Linked DNA regions of Capsicum annuum: region 2 is linked to region 1. Evidence: chromatin contacts called from public Hi-C data. All regions are on one chromosome and are shown on one strand. The core of a region is the stretch at or near the end of the contact, and the rest is flanking DNA. Distances in the headings are between cores, read along the strand shown. Region 1 holds the start of LOC107864054 (sucrose synthase 2). Region 2 has its middle 9.5 kb from the start of LOC107864053.

Region 1 (6,327 bases), core at 2,001-4,500:
AAACTTACAACATAAGCACACAAATTAATCCAAACTCTCAGGATTAAGGATAACGAAAGAATGGCTGCTACACGTCTAGTTTGTTTAGCACAACACTAAAATATTACGCCCTCTCCCTTTGTCTATTTTTTGTGTCGTTCATGTTCATTTATTTTTTATCTATCCAAAAAAAAAAAAAATTTCTTTATTTGACAACTATTTATACAACAACAAATTTAGTATATTTCCACAAAGTGAGGTTTGAGGAGAATAAAATGTACGTAGTCCATACCGCTACCTTCAAAGAAGTAAAGAGGCTATTTCCAATAGACTCCCGGTTCCAGGTAGTGAATAGTAACTAAAACGTAGTGAAGCATGATGGATAACATAACATAAAAAAGAATAAGACATACTAAAATAAAAATAAAATAAAATATAAATTCGAGCAATACTAAATAAAATAAATAGGCGTAATAAATAAGAGATAAGCGATAGGGCATCCAGAATACGACACCCCCTAGTAGTAACAAACATTCACAGATCAGGAACACCTGGGCCCTCCTGACTAGTGGCTCCTACCTACTTGCTACAACTCACGCACTCATCCTAGCCTTCTACCCTTATCCGCAACCTCCACGCCTTCCTATCTAGGGTCATATCCTCGGTAAGCTGCAGCTGCTCCATATCATGTCTAATCACTTCCCTCCAGTACTTCTTCAGCCTACCTCTCCTCCTCCTGAAACCCTCCAACATTATCCTCTCACACCTGCGGATTGAGGCATCCGTATCCCTCCTCATCATATGTCCAAACCATCTCAACCTTTCTTCCCGTATTTTATCCTCCACGGAAGCCATTCCCACCTTCTCTCAGACTGTTTCATTCCTAACTCTATCCCCTCTAGTAAGATCATACATCCAACACAATATTATAAACTTTATAAAATTATTACTTATTTTTTAAATTTTGTGTCCTATGAAAGGCAATCGAGAGAGTATTTTAATTTGCCTAAAATTTCGGGGATGGACACATGTCACGTTACACTTGCCACCATTTTGAGCTGAGACAACGACAGCACATTGAATTCTTTCAAACCACGAAAATCAATACTAGTGGTATTTGTTTGAACAGTAGATAAGGGAAGAAAATATGAAACAATATCTAGAAGCCAAATGGCAATGGTACATCAACATTTGTCAGTCAATTGTCATTGTTTCAATTTCTATAACATGATGCAAACTGCAGAGTCTCAAAACCAATAGCAACAATCAATCCATCCAGTATGATCCTATATGGTGAGATCCGGAGATCAGGATCAAATGTACATAAAATTCCTCTAATTTTTATGAATAAAGAATGAGGTTATTTTCAATAGATTATTAAAAATTTGCTAAACTATTTTACTTTAATATTTTCAGTATTTTCACTTAAGGTAGAATACAAATATCAAATTAGAATCTTAAGAATTGTGTCTAATAAAATTTTATCACATAAAACAGATGAATTACTTGCATAACAATAAGTTCATATTTCATATAACTAAAATTGTTTCCACATGAGATAAAATCTATGCATTTATTTCTTCGTTGTGAAAATAAAATTAAATTTAACTTATGAATACGACATTGCATAATATTTATTTCGGGGCTCGTTTCGTTAGAAAATAAGTTATCTTGAGGTAATTTATTTTGAAATTAATTATTCTTGGATTGTTATTTCATAAAGTAAGATCAAAATAATCTCATAAGATTGAGATAATTAGTCATAGAATAAATTATTCGATAATCTTATTTCAATTAAATATGAGATGAATTCATCTTAAAATCAATTTTGAAACTACTCGTACCAAACGAGCCTTCAGAGTATTAATTTCACTTATTATAACTAATTAAATATAATATAATCTTTTGGATAATTCAACTGGTTACAGAGTCGACATATCACATCCGCACCCATAAATTTGGATAATCCTAAGAGACGTAAATCATTTTTCTAGCCTATGTTTTGGTACTTTGACGCCTATAAAAGTCAATACAAGCTAAATATAATTATATAAAAAGATATCAAATGTGGTATAAAAATTAAAAAAGTACTTAATAAATTAAGAAAATAATTGAGTGCTTTAATTTGTAAACGAAATTTTATAACTTTATACATTAATATATGTATTCAAATCTTTCGAGCACTCATGATTTCTTAATTTTGAATCCGATACTAGATTGGATAGCATTAGCATGGTAGGAGGGGTCTCCATTTTCCTTCCAACATTTCTACTCTTTGTTTACGTATCATGTTTTTTCATCATATGTTCCTCCATTTAAAATAAATAAATAATTTTTTTTTAATTCAGCGTGGAATTTAGAAAAAATAGATAAGATTTTTAAATTTTATGATTTTGAATTAAAATTTTATCAAATATATCAAAATGTCTTTTAATTTTATGATCTCAAATATATTATATGAAAAGTTAAAATTAAAATATTATCAAAAGAAAAAAATCATTCTTTTTAAAACAAAAAGAAAAATAATTCGTTCTTTTTAGGGATACTTCAAAAAAAGTTACTTTTATTTTTCTTTACAAATAAAACTAAATTAATTTTATTCATATTTAAATACCTCTTTGAATTTTTCAAATTTATAAAAATTAATTAGTTTTATTTCTATATTAAAAGATTTAATATTATCAACTATTAGTGTGGGTCCTGTGGGATGGAGCAAACAATCATATCCTTACACGAATGCATCAAACAATCATATTCTTACACTAATGCAGTATTACAATGGGCTGCATGGGTCCCATGGGACGAGGTTTATGACTAGAGTCACTTAGTCCGCATGCGCGTAGATCCGATTTTTTTAATCTATTTTAAAAAAGAATTATTTTTTTTTAATAATATTTTAATTTCAATTATTTACGTGACATATTTAAAGTCACAAAATTAAAGAACATTTTAATACATTTGACACAACTTTAATTTAAGCCCATAAAATTTAAAAGTTTTATTTATTTTCTTAAATTTTATGTAAGTTAAAATAGTTCATTCTTTTTTAAACGAAGAAAGTATCCTATTATGTGTGATTAAAGCTATTTTTATGTATATATAATAAATATTAAATTTCCTTCGATTAATTTGTATGTGTACATTAAAAATTTTAAATCCTTTTTAAGAAAATTTTGATTCTATCACTGCTAATATGAAATAGTAATTTCACATCTGCATGTAATTAGTGTTAATTTTTAAACTATTTATCTCATTATTTGTATTAAATGATGGAATTAGACAATTAGTTGTTGAGTTACCACTGACTAATCCCTGTATCCTGTTCCTAATTGATGTTCTATTAGTTTCTTATATAAAAATGAGATAAGTAGGGATATTTTATAAATTGAAATATCATATGAAATTATTTAAATTCACCCTTAGTATGTACTAATATTCATCTCACTAATTTGATAGTACAAATAATTACAAAATTAGTTAATAGTACTATATATTAGACTATACATGAGATAAAATTAATTTTATATTATTATCCCATCCGAAGTGACTTTTGTCTCCCGCATCCCGCAATACCAAACACCCTTTAGTCTGAAACGGTATAGACAGTAAGCCGCCATCTTTTTCTCTGTTGTGTGTCTTTAATCTGCACACATTTTTCTACTACTGACTAATATACTATTTATTTCAGAATACAGATAATAATATGTACCCATTTTCTCTTATATACTGCTAAGAAACCTCTATATATTTCTACAAGGTCTCATCCTCCTAATTGAACTCATACAATATCATCTTTACATTTCTACAAGGCTGTTCTGTATTTTTTTATTTTTTTATTTTAATTTTTGGTTAGAATTGTTGGTTGAAAATGTCTAATCCCAAGTTCACAAGAGTACCTAGCATGAGGGAGAGAGTTGAGGATACTCTCTCTGCTCATCGTAATCAACTAGTGGCTCTCCTTTCTAGGTACAACATAAATGTTTTGTCTTTGATCATGATAGATCAACTCATAATTTAATTCAACTATTTTCCTTTGTTTTACATGCTCTGGTTAAATTATCTTGGTTTTGATAGAGCATGATTTGGAGTTAGATTATTATTCAGAAAGTCATTTTTTTTGTACAGATAATAACTATTTGAGACACTGTTATGAAATCTAACACGTGATTTGTGTTCCACTTTAATCATTTACTTTTTTTTGAATTATGAGTTCAAGATGTTATATTTTTTGAAATCTTACTGATTTTTTTTTCATGTATATAAGCTCCGTATTAGATGTTGAACTTGTAATTTGTTAGCTACATTCGAGACATCGCACTTTTAATTACTTGATTGATTGATCATATTATGCCTTACACCTGACTCTGATTCTTTTTTTGTGGCCAAAACATATCAAAAGCTTAATTTTGGTTTATTTTGAATGGGTTCAACTAGTATATAAGATGTGAGCTTGGCAAAAATAAGCTTACTACAAATCTTGACCTCGTCTAGTTTATGTTGATCGAATGATTCGGTGATTTATAGCTCAGGATTAATATACTGCTGATTTTTGTTTTTTGGTTTGTTTGTTTGTTTATCCAGTTTTAGTGATTTATCTATGTGTGTGTGTGTGTGTGTTTGTTTCTTTCAAGATACGTAGCACAGGGGAAGGGGATATTGCAACCTCACCACTTAATTGATGAGTTCAACAATGCTGTATGTGATGATACTGCTTGTGTGAAGCTCCAAGAAGGTCCCTTTTGTGAAATCTTGAAAGCTACTCAGGTACATTCACCAATCCAGGCCATTAAACATAAGACAAGTTTTTTTTTTTTTTTTTCTTGTTTTGTTTTCTGTGTTTGTGTTTGTGTGTGTGTCTTTCAAGAAAATTGAGGATGAAATGTAATTGTTGTCTCATGTCTGTTTGTCGCCTTAATGAGAGTGATCTTTTTTTTTCTAAAAAAAACAAACTGGAAATGCACTTAAAAGATCCTTCGTTTATCGATAAAAACTTCTTTATGCGCTCGAGTGTGGTGTAGTGGTCAAGGAAGTGGGTTGAGAGACATAAGGTCTCAGTTTCAAATTATTCCAGCAGAGACAAAACACTAGGAGATTTCTTTCCATATGTTATAGCCTTGAGGGACAGAGTTACTTGGTACCTGTTGCTGGTGGGAGGTGATAGGATGTTGCTGGTGGGAGGTAACAGGCATGGAATTAGTCGAGGTGCCTGCAAGTTAGTACGGACACCCACAGTTATCAATAAAAGAGAACTGTTTTATTATGTATGAAAAGAGCATTTGAAGAGTCTGCCCAAGATATGAAGAAATAAGATGTAAAAGCTGGTGTTCTGCTCAAGATATGAAGAAATAAGATGTAAAAGCTGGTGTTCATTTTCTCTTTTAAGGAATCAGCTATTTGGATTTCTGATATTCCATCTTGTTTCATGTTTTATTACGACTTTGTTTACTGTCCTTTGTCTTGAGCCAGGGGTCTATCGGATACGACCTCTCTACTTCTTCGGAGGTAGTGGTATGGACTGCGTACATTTTACCCTCTCCAGACCCCACTACGTGGGAATACACTGGGTTTGTTGTTGTTGTTGATCATACCTTTAACATGCAGTGGGGGAGTTCATCCTTTAAATCCTGTCCTTGAATCCAATTCACTTTTGTAATTATGGGGTCATGCTTTAATATTTATCTAACATATTTGCAAATTTCTACATATAAAGTTAAGCTCCATGATGAAAATACTGGATTCATTTGAACTCAATAACCAGTAGGTTGTACCTGCCTCTGTCTCTATGCTTCCACTTCTTCATGTGACTAATACGCACTCGTTTTGATGTTTGAATATGTTGCTTAATATCGGAGCAGCTTTTGATATTTCATTTTTTAATAGGTTACACGGTTGTTTCACTCTGGAGATTTACTGGTCTCTGACTGCATTTCGTGTTTGTTTTGCTGACAAGTAGGTTGTATTCTGTTAATGTTTTTGCTTTGTTGTCAAAATAGGAAGCCATTGTGCTCCCGCCATTTGTTGCATTAGCAGTTCGTCCAAGGCCAGGTGTTTGGGAATATGTTCGTGTTAATGTATATGATCTGAGTGTTGAGCAATTGACAATTCCTGAATATCTTTGTTTCAAGGAAGAACTTGTGGATGGACAGTAAGTTACTTTCTTCATCTCTATTGCAAACACTAAACATCAAGACCTAGAGAAGTTGAATATCTTTACAAGATTTTTTGATTTCAAATGTATGCTAGGAGTAATGATCCCTTTGTGCTTGAGCTGGATTTTGAGCCATTTAATGCATCAGTTCCTCGTCCATCACGCTCATCATCCATTGGCAATGGAGTCCAATTCCTCAA
Region 2 (6,327 bases), core at 2,764-5,263, 64 kb after region 1:
TGTAATGTTTGAATAAGTTGTATTTTTCTCGTCATCGTAATGTCACACATCAATAATTTAAAAGATAAACATGTGAGAAAAAGTAGGATACAAGATAGGGATATTATTAGAAGGGAAAAGGGTTAAATATGTCCCTAAACTTTGCGAAAATATTCATATATACAGGAGTAGCTTCCGTTAAGTTTAGCTCGCTAATGCCCTTGTCGTCCAAGTTTTGGTTCATATATACCCCTGTTGTCATATTTTGGGCCAGATATACCCCTGTTGCCAAGTTTTGGATCATATATACCCCTATTGTCGTTAATTGCTTTGTTGGAATTTTCCAATCCTCTTTTCCTTTTTTTTCTTACAAAATTATATTTGTCACATTATTTTTTTATTGCCACATCACATATAATTAAATTCACTTCTTCTTCTACAAATTAAACGACAGTCAAATGCTCTTATTTACCTCACAATCTCTTTGGATTTTCTCTAATTTGTTGAAACCCTTTTGTTGTATTTTTAAATTCTTGCGTAACCGTTTCTCTCATACATACATACATGCATGCATACATACATACATACATACATACATACATACATGCATGCATACATACATACATATATACATACGTACGTACGTACGTATAAAAGATATCCTCTTAATTGACAACTTGTTTTTGCAGTCTCTATATGGACTGCCTTTTTTACACTTCTACATCCCAATTTCTCACTTGGGGTTTCCTTATTCTTCTTATTTTTTATGTTAGAATTGACGGTGGTGCGAAAGATGGAGTTGGTTGATATGATACTAAAATAATTTGCAGTTGATAAGAACTTTAATTCTTGATTTTCGTCACAATTGTGCATTGAGTTTTTATGGGGTATTTTTGAATTTTTTCATTTTTTTATTTGATGATTCTTGGGGTTATGCAAGAATTGAAAAACACTACAAAGAAATTTCGGCAAATTAAAAAAAAAATCTAAAGAGTTTGTGAGGTAGATAAAAACATTTGACGGATGATTAATGTGTAGAAAAGGGGTAGGTTTAATTATATGTGATGTGTCAATTAAAAAGTGATGTAAAAAATATGATTTCTAAAACAAAAGGTTGAAAATTTTTAGCAAAATAATTAATGGCAACAAGGGTATATATGACCAAAAATTTGACAATGGGGGTATATATGACCCAAAACTTGGCAACAGAGATATATATACGGTCCAAGACTTTGACTGCAAGGTCATCGATGAGCTAAACTTTTAATGGAGGATATATTTGAACATTTTTCCAAGTTTAAGGGCATATTTGACCCTTTTCCCTTATTAAAAAGATAGAATAAAAGGTAAAATAAAATTATTAAATAATAAGTAAAGACAAAACGAGGAAAAGAATAATGTAAGGACACGATCGCACCAGAATAAGTGTTACACAAAATGAAAATTTTCAACGTTACTTAACGATACAATATAATAAAATTTAAAAAACAATTAAAATAAATATTGTATCTAAACTAACAACATAGCACACGACACAATATAATATGTGAAAATAGTATATTTGTCCATAACTGTTATGCAGTGATCAGTAAAATTGATAAAATTACAGATAATCAAATCCAAATTACAACGGAAGCAACAGTATAAAATTGATAAAATTACAGATAATCAAATCCAAATTACAACGGAAGTAACAGTACTAGATGATTTTTTTCTTATTTATTTTATTTTTAATGAGTAAAATTATCATTAAAAAAAGATGTATACCATATAAAATAATGGTCAAATCCATCAATAAGACCTCAAACTTGTCCCTACAATTCACTTAGACCCCTAAACTAAGACTTGTACCTATCAAACCCTTAAACCCCCTTAATTTTATTTTGACTGGGCATTTTTTACACAATCAACGAAATGTATATAAAGAGTGTGTTACACTCGTGTGACATCGCAAAAATGTCCGATAAAAAAAATACGTGGCAAAAAAAATATATGTAGAATTGTTGTTTTTTTTTTTCTACTCAATTCCCTATCTAATATACTTTTTTTATTTTTTTTTTTTTTTAAAATCCACCCCCCCCCCCCAATCGTCATCTTCTTCACCCCACCCCACCCCCCTCCATCGTCTTTCATTTTCTTCACCCCACACCACCTCCTCCGCCGTCTTCCCTCACACACATATACATCACCTTTACCACACCCTCCCCCACCCCACCCCCATCGTCTTCACACATACGGTTATTGTCTTCACCCCCACCCCCCACCCCGTCGTCTTCATCCCCTTCCCTCTTTGTCTTCACATACAACTTCATTTTTATTTTTTTTCTTCATTTTTTCCGATGATCAGACTAAGACAATAAATTAAAAATTAAATTATATTCTTCATTGTCAAATACCATTGAAATTTCAAGAAGTAATATTTTAGCCACTATATTAATAATTCAAAATATTTTAACAAGATTTGGACAGCAACAAAAACATCGAGTTTGGAATTTTTGCCAGTAGAGATTTTAAATCGAATTCAGTCATGGACACAAGTTATTTTATTTTGAATTGAAGAAATTCAGCCACGGACTCATGTGGTTTTCATGAAAATAAAGGCAAATATATCACTCTTCAAGTTTACTTTGGGGTTTTCAATTGAATGAGAAACTTTTAATTTCACCATCGTAATTGTTTTTGTCAAGGATGAAGGCATTACTGTAATGGAACCTTGAAGCTCAAATGAACAAATTTAAGTTTAAGGAAAAAAAAAATGAAGAAGATGAAGTTGGAGAAAAAAATGAGTTTTTTCTTTTGTTTCTTTTAATTTTGTTTCATTAATAATTTTTGGGGGCTTACAGTGCCACTTGGCACCATTTTATTCGAGATTTAGTTAAAAAAATACTTCTCATGCGCCTCCCGCAAGTGCTTGACACGCAGTGTGTCATGTAGGTAAAAAATGTTCAATTGAAACAAAATTCAGGGATTTAGGGGTCTGATAGGTACAAGTCTTAGTTTAGGGGTCTAACTGAATTTTCGGAACAAGTTTTAGGTCCTATCGATGAGTTTGGCCTAAAATAATTGAGGCGGAACCTATCGACAAATACCTAAAATTTGCACTATCTTTAACTTTGCCTCCTATACTACATGTTGTTTATTTTTGGTACCTCAACTAGTAGCCAAGTGTTATTTTGACACTTTTTGTTGAGTCATCATGGCGCGTGTGCTACACACATTTTGAGCGTGTCTGAGGGGTATTTTTCTATTTTTTTCATCTTTCTTTCTCCTTCTGCCTCACTCTTTCTCTCATGGCTTTTCACTATTTTTTTTATCTTTCTTTTTCCTTTCCCCCCACTCTTAATATCAATAACTTTTCACCATTTTTTACCTTCTGTTAGAGAAACATGAAAAATTCTTCATAAAACTCATAAAAACGAGAACAACACTAAAAAAAAGTCAATCAACCAAATTGCATTACTCCATATGTAACAAGACAACCAACCAAATTGCATTACTTGAAGGCAATGGTGATCATTTCAGCTGGTGAAATTCACATTACTAATGAAATTCTCTCTCACACACACTTGTATTATTGTTGGAATTCTCACACACACACTTCGAAATAGGCCAAAAATTATCATTACTTGAAAATTTGAATTTGGGTTAAAAAATTAATTCCATCAATGGATGATGGTGATAATGATTTCAGCTAATTTATGGTGTGTATCTCTCAATTTGATTAAAAAAATTATTTTTTCAACTATATTTTGCCTCAATTTGATTAAAGAATTCATTTTTGTACACTTGGATCATCACAAAGAGAAAAAAAAAGTGTATGTCTGTATGGGCACACTATCTAAGGATAATTTTGGGGGTATTGCAGAAAATAATTTCGGAATTGGATCGGTTAGGGTGGGGTAGGGTGGGGGGGATCGATATTGCAACATAATAATTTTGAAGAGGATTGAATTTGTGGGGTGGGGTGGGGTGGGTGGGTGGGAGAGGGAGAGGGCAAGGAGTATTGAATAAGATGATCTGTGGGGGGTTGGGATGGAGGTATTGCAAAGACTAATTTGGGGGTGGGGTATTGAGAAGATAACCTTAGGGTGGGGTGGGGGTATGTATTAATTATTTTTTTCTTAATTTAAATTAATTATTTAATTTTTTTTTTTTTTGAGAAAATGACACATGTTATCATATAATTCGTCATTTTACACGTTATCGACGGGTGTAATACACTCACATTATATATGTTTGTTGATTCAACAAAAAGTGTTAAAATGACACACTTAGATACTAGTTGAGGTACCAAAAATGAGAACGTCTAATTTAACTGTTAAAGTAAAAGATCGTGCAAACTTTAGGTATGTGTCGATGGATTATGCCGAAAATATTTAGGAATCGTTTGATAGAGCGTATTGGAATGTTAATGCATGCATTAATTTAACGTGTATTAGTAATGCCTTGTTTGGTATATCTTTTTACATTAGTTATACACTCTATTATTTATTGAGGTGTGTATTATTAATACCTCAAAATTCATGGCATTAGCAATACAATGGATCTAATGTATGCATTAACATGCTTAAAGACACTATTACCTTCTCAAAAAAAAATTCGCATTCTTTCCAACATATATATTGAAGGTATTATGTAAAAAAATTTAATATTTTAGAAATTATATAATTTATATTATTTTTAATACATTAAACTAAACGTTACATAATAAAAATACAAATATAGTTAATACAAGTATAATTAATATAAATATTATTATTATATTATATTTTATATTATTCTTATACATTCTATCAAACGAACCCTTAATGAGGTGGTGGAATGATCCTTTGTTGTAAGAGGAAGGAGTAGTCAATAGTCTGACAGGTAAAAAGATGCGGAAGAATGAAAAGCAGCGCAATGGACGCTGCGGATTGGCTGAGAAGTGCCCATTATTAAATACTACCAACAACATCATCCACAATGTTCCAGTACATTAAAATAAGGCCACTACTTGGAGTAGGGAGGTGGGCCAATGACAGATCCAACATATAGGGATATGAGTGTTTGAGAGGTTTAAACAAATATATCATCAATAATATTTTAAGATTTCATCTAAAAAATTAAAATAGTAACTATCTTTTTTATTTTAAGAGCGCTTTTCTAAATTATGTATTAATTTTTATGTATCCTCTAGGGTGGGGATATAATAGAGTACTCTCTTCATTTTAATTTATAAGAATGTTACTTTTTGAGTTTAGAAATAATTTAATTTTGAATTTTTTTTTGATTTAATGAATTATTTTATAGCCTTATAAATATTTAAAAATATATTTTAATCCGCAAGTGTAAATTTTTTTTTTTTTTTAAATTTTATGTCAAGTTTAAAAAACAAATAAACTATTTAGTAGCTTTGCGACTTGCACAAGTATTTACTGCTACTTATCTTAGATCATAAACTTTAAAAATTAATGTTAAATCTCATATCCAGTTAAACACAACCACGTTAATCTCACAAGGAACTAGTTAATACAAAACTATAAGGGAAAGAGAGCCATGAAAAATGTAAATTGTAGTCAGGAAAAAGCAAAAATAAGGCCTATAGGGGTCCAGAGGAGAAGTTAGAACTTAGAAGCATGTTTGTCATATGAGCATGTGCTTCTTCTGAGTATACTGATCTCTTTACACATGCTAAAAGCTCCATTTCATGTGCAGTTTCTCATAAAAGTCTACTTTATCCTCTCTCTTTTCCTTCTCTCATTGGATTTATTTTCCTGCAAACTTGTCAAAGTTACTATTCAAAGAGAGGGTATGGCCTCAAGATTGAAAAGTTAGCATCATGGACAACCTCATCACTAACTATATATTCCTATCAATAATACAGTCGTGACGGAGTGATATGTACCTTAGTTAGAGATATCGTGTTGGAGTTTCGATAACTACATCATTACTTTTATTAGAGATATTCTTAGTTAGAGATATCGTGTTGGAGTTTCGATAACTACATCATTACTTTTTTTAGAGAATGCTTAATCCGCGATATGACACTTCCCGGCACATGAGATTGGTATTTAAAGTTCCTATTGAAAGAAAGGGTATAGCCTCAAGATTGAAAAGTTAGCATCATGGACAAACTAATCACTAACTATATCCCTATCAATAATATAGCCGTGGTGGAGTGGTAGATACTTTTTTATTCTTAACTAGAGCTATCGTGTTTGAGTTACGTTAGGTACAAAATTACCTTCATTAGAGTGCATGTTATATGAAATCTTTTTGCGCGAATCTGAATTTAATTGGATTTCAATGTGATATCGAATACCAGAAAAAAAAGTAAAAAAGATATTTATATCAATAATAGGAGAAGAA

Evidence for each region. A called contact is a pair of places that touch in the nucleus more often than the background predicts.
Region 2: a Hi-C map of placenta shows a contact between it and region 1, with 2.2 times the contacts expected there. The contact joins the enhancer-like site here to the promoter of LOC107864054 in region 1. A contact is called at or near these places in 3 of 5 Hi-C or Micro-C datasets (leaf and placenta).

What each region holds. Positions count from the first base shown.
Region 1 is chr3:27,474,081-27,480,407 of UCD10Xv1.1, forward strand. LOC107864054 (sucrose synthase 2) reads left to right here and starts at 3,251. Exons shown (of 15, transcript XM_016710308.2): 1 at 3,251-3,945; 2 at 4,611-4,743; 3 at 5,973-6,124; 4 at 6,223-6,327. The coding sequence starts at 3,848.
Region 2 is chr3:27,536,843-27,543,169 of UCD10Xv1.1, forward strand. No RefSeq gene overlaps it. Among protein-coding and RNA genes, the nearest start is that of LOC107864053, 9.5 kb to the left of the region's middle. Within about 2 kb of position 4,014, at least 5 of the 5 cell types and tissues checked have an H3K27ac peak or open chromatin away from gene starts, as enhancers often do. A contact at or near this core is called in leaf, where this site is marked.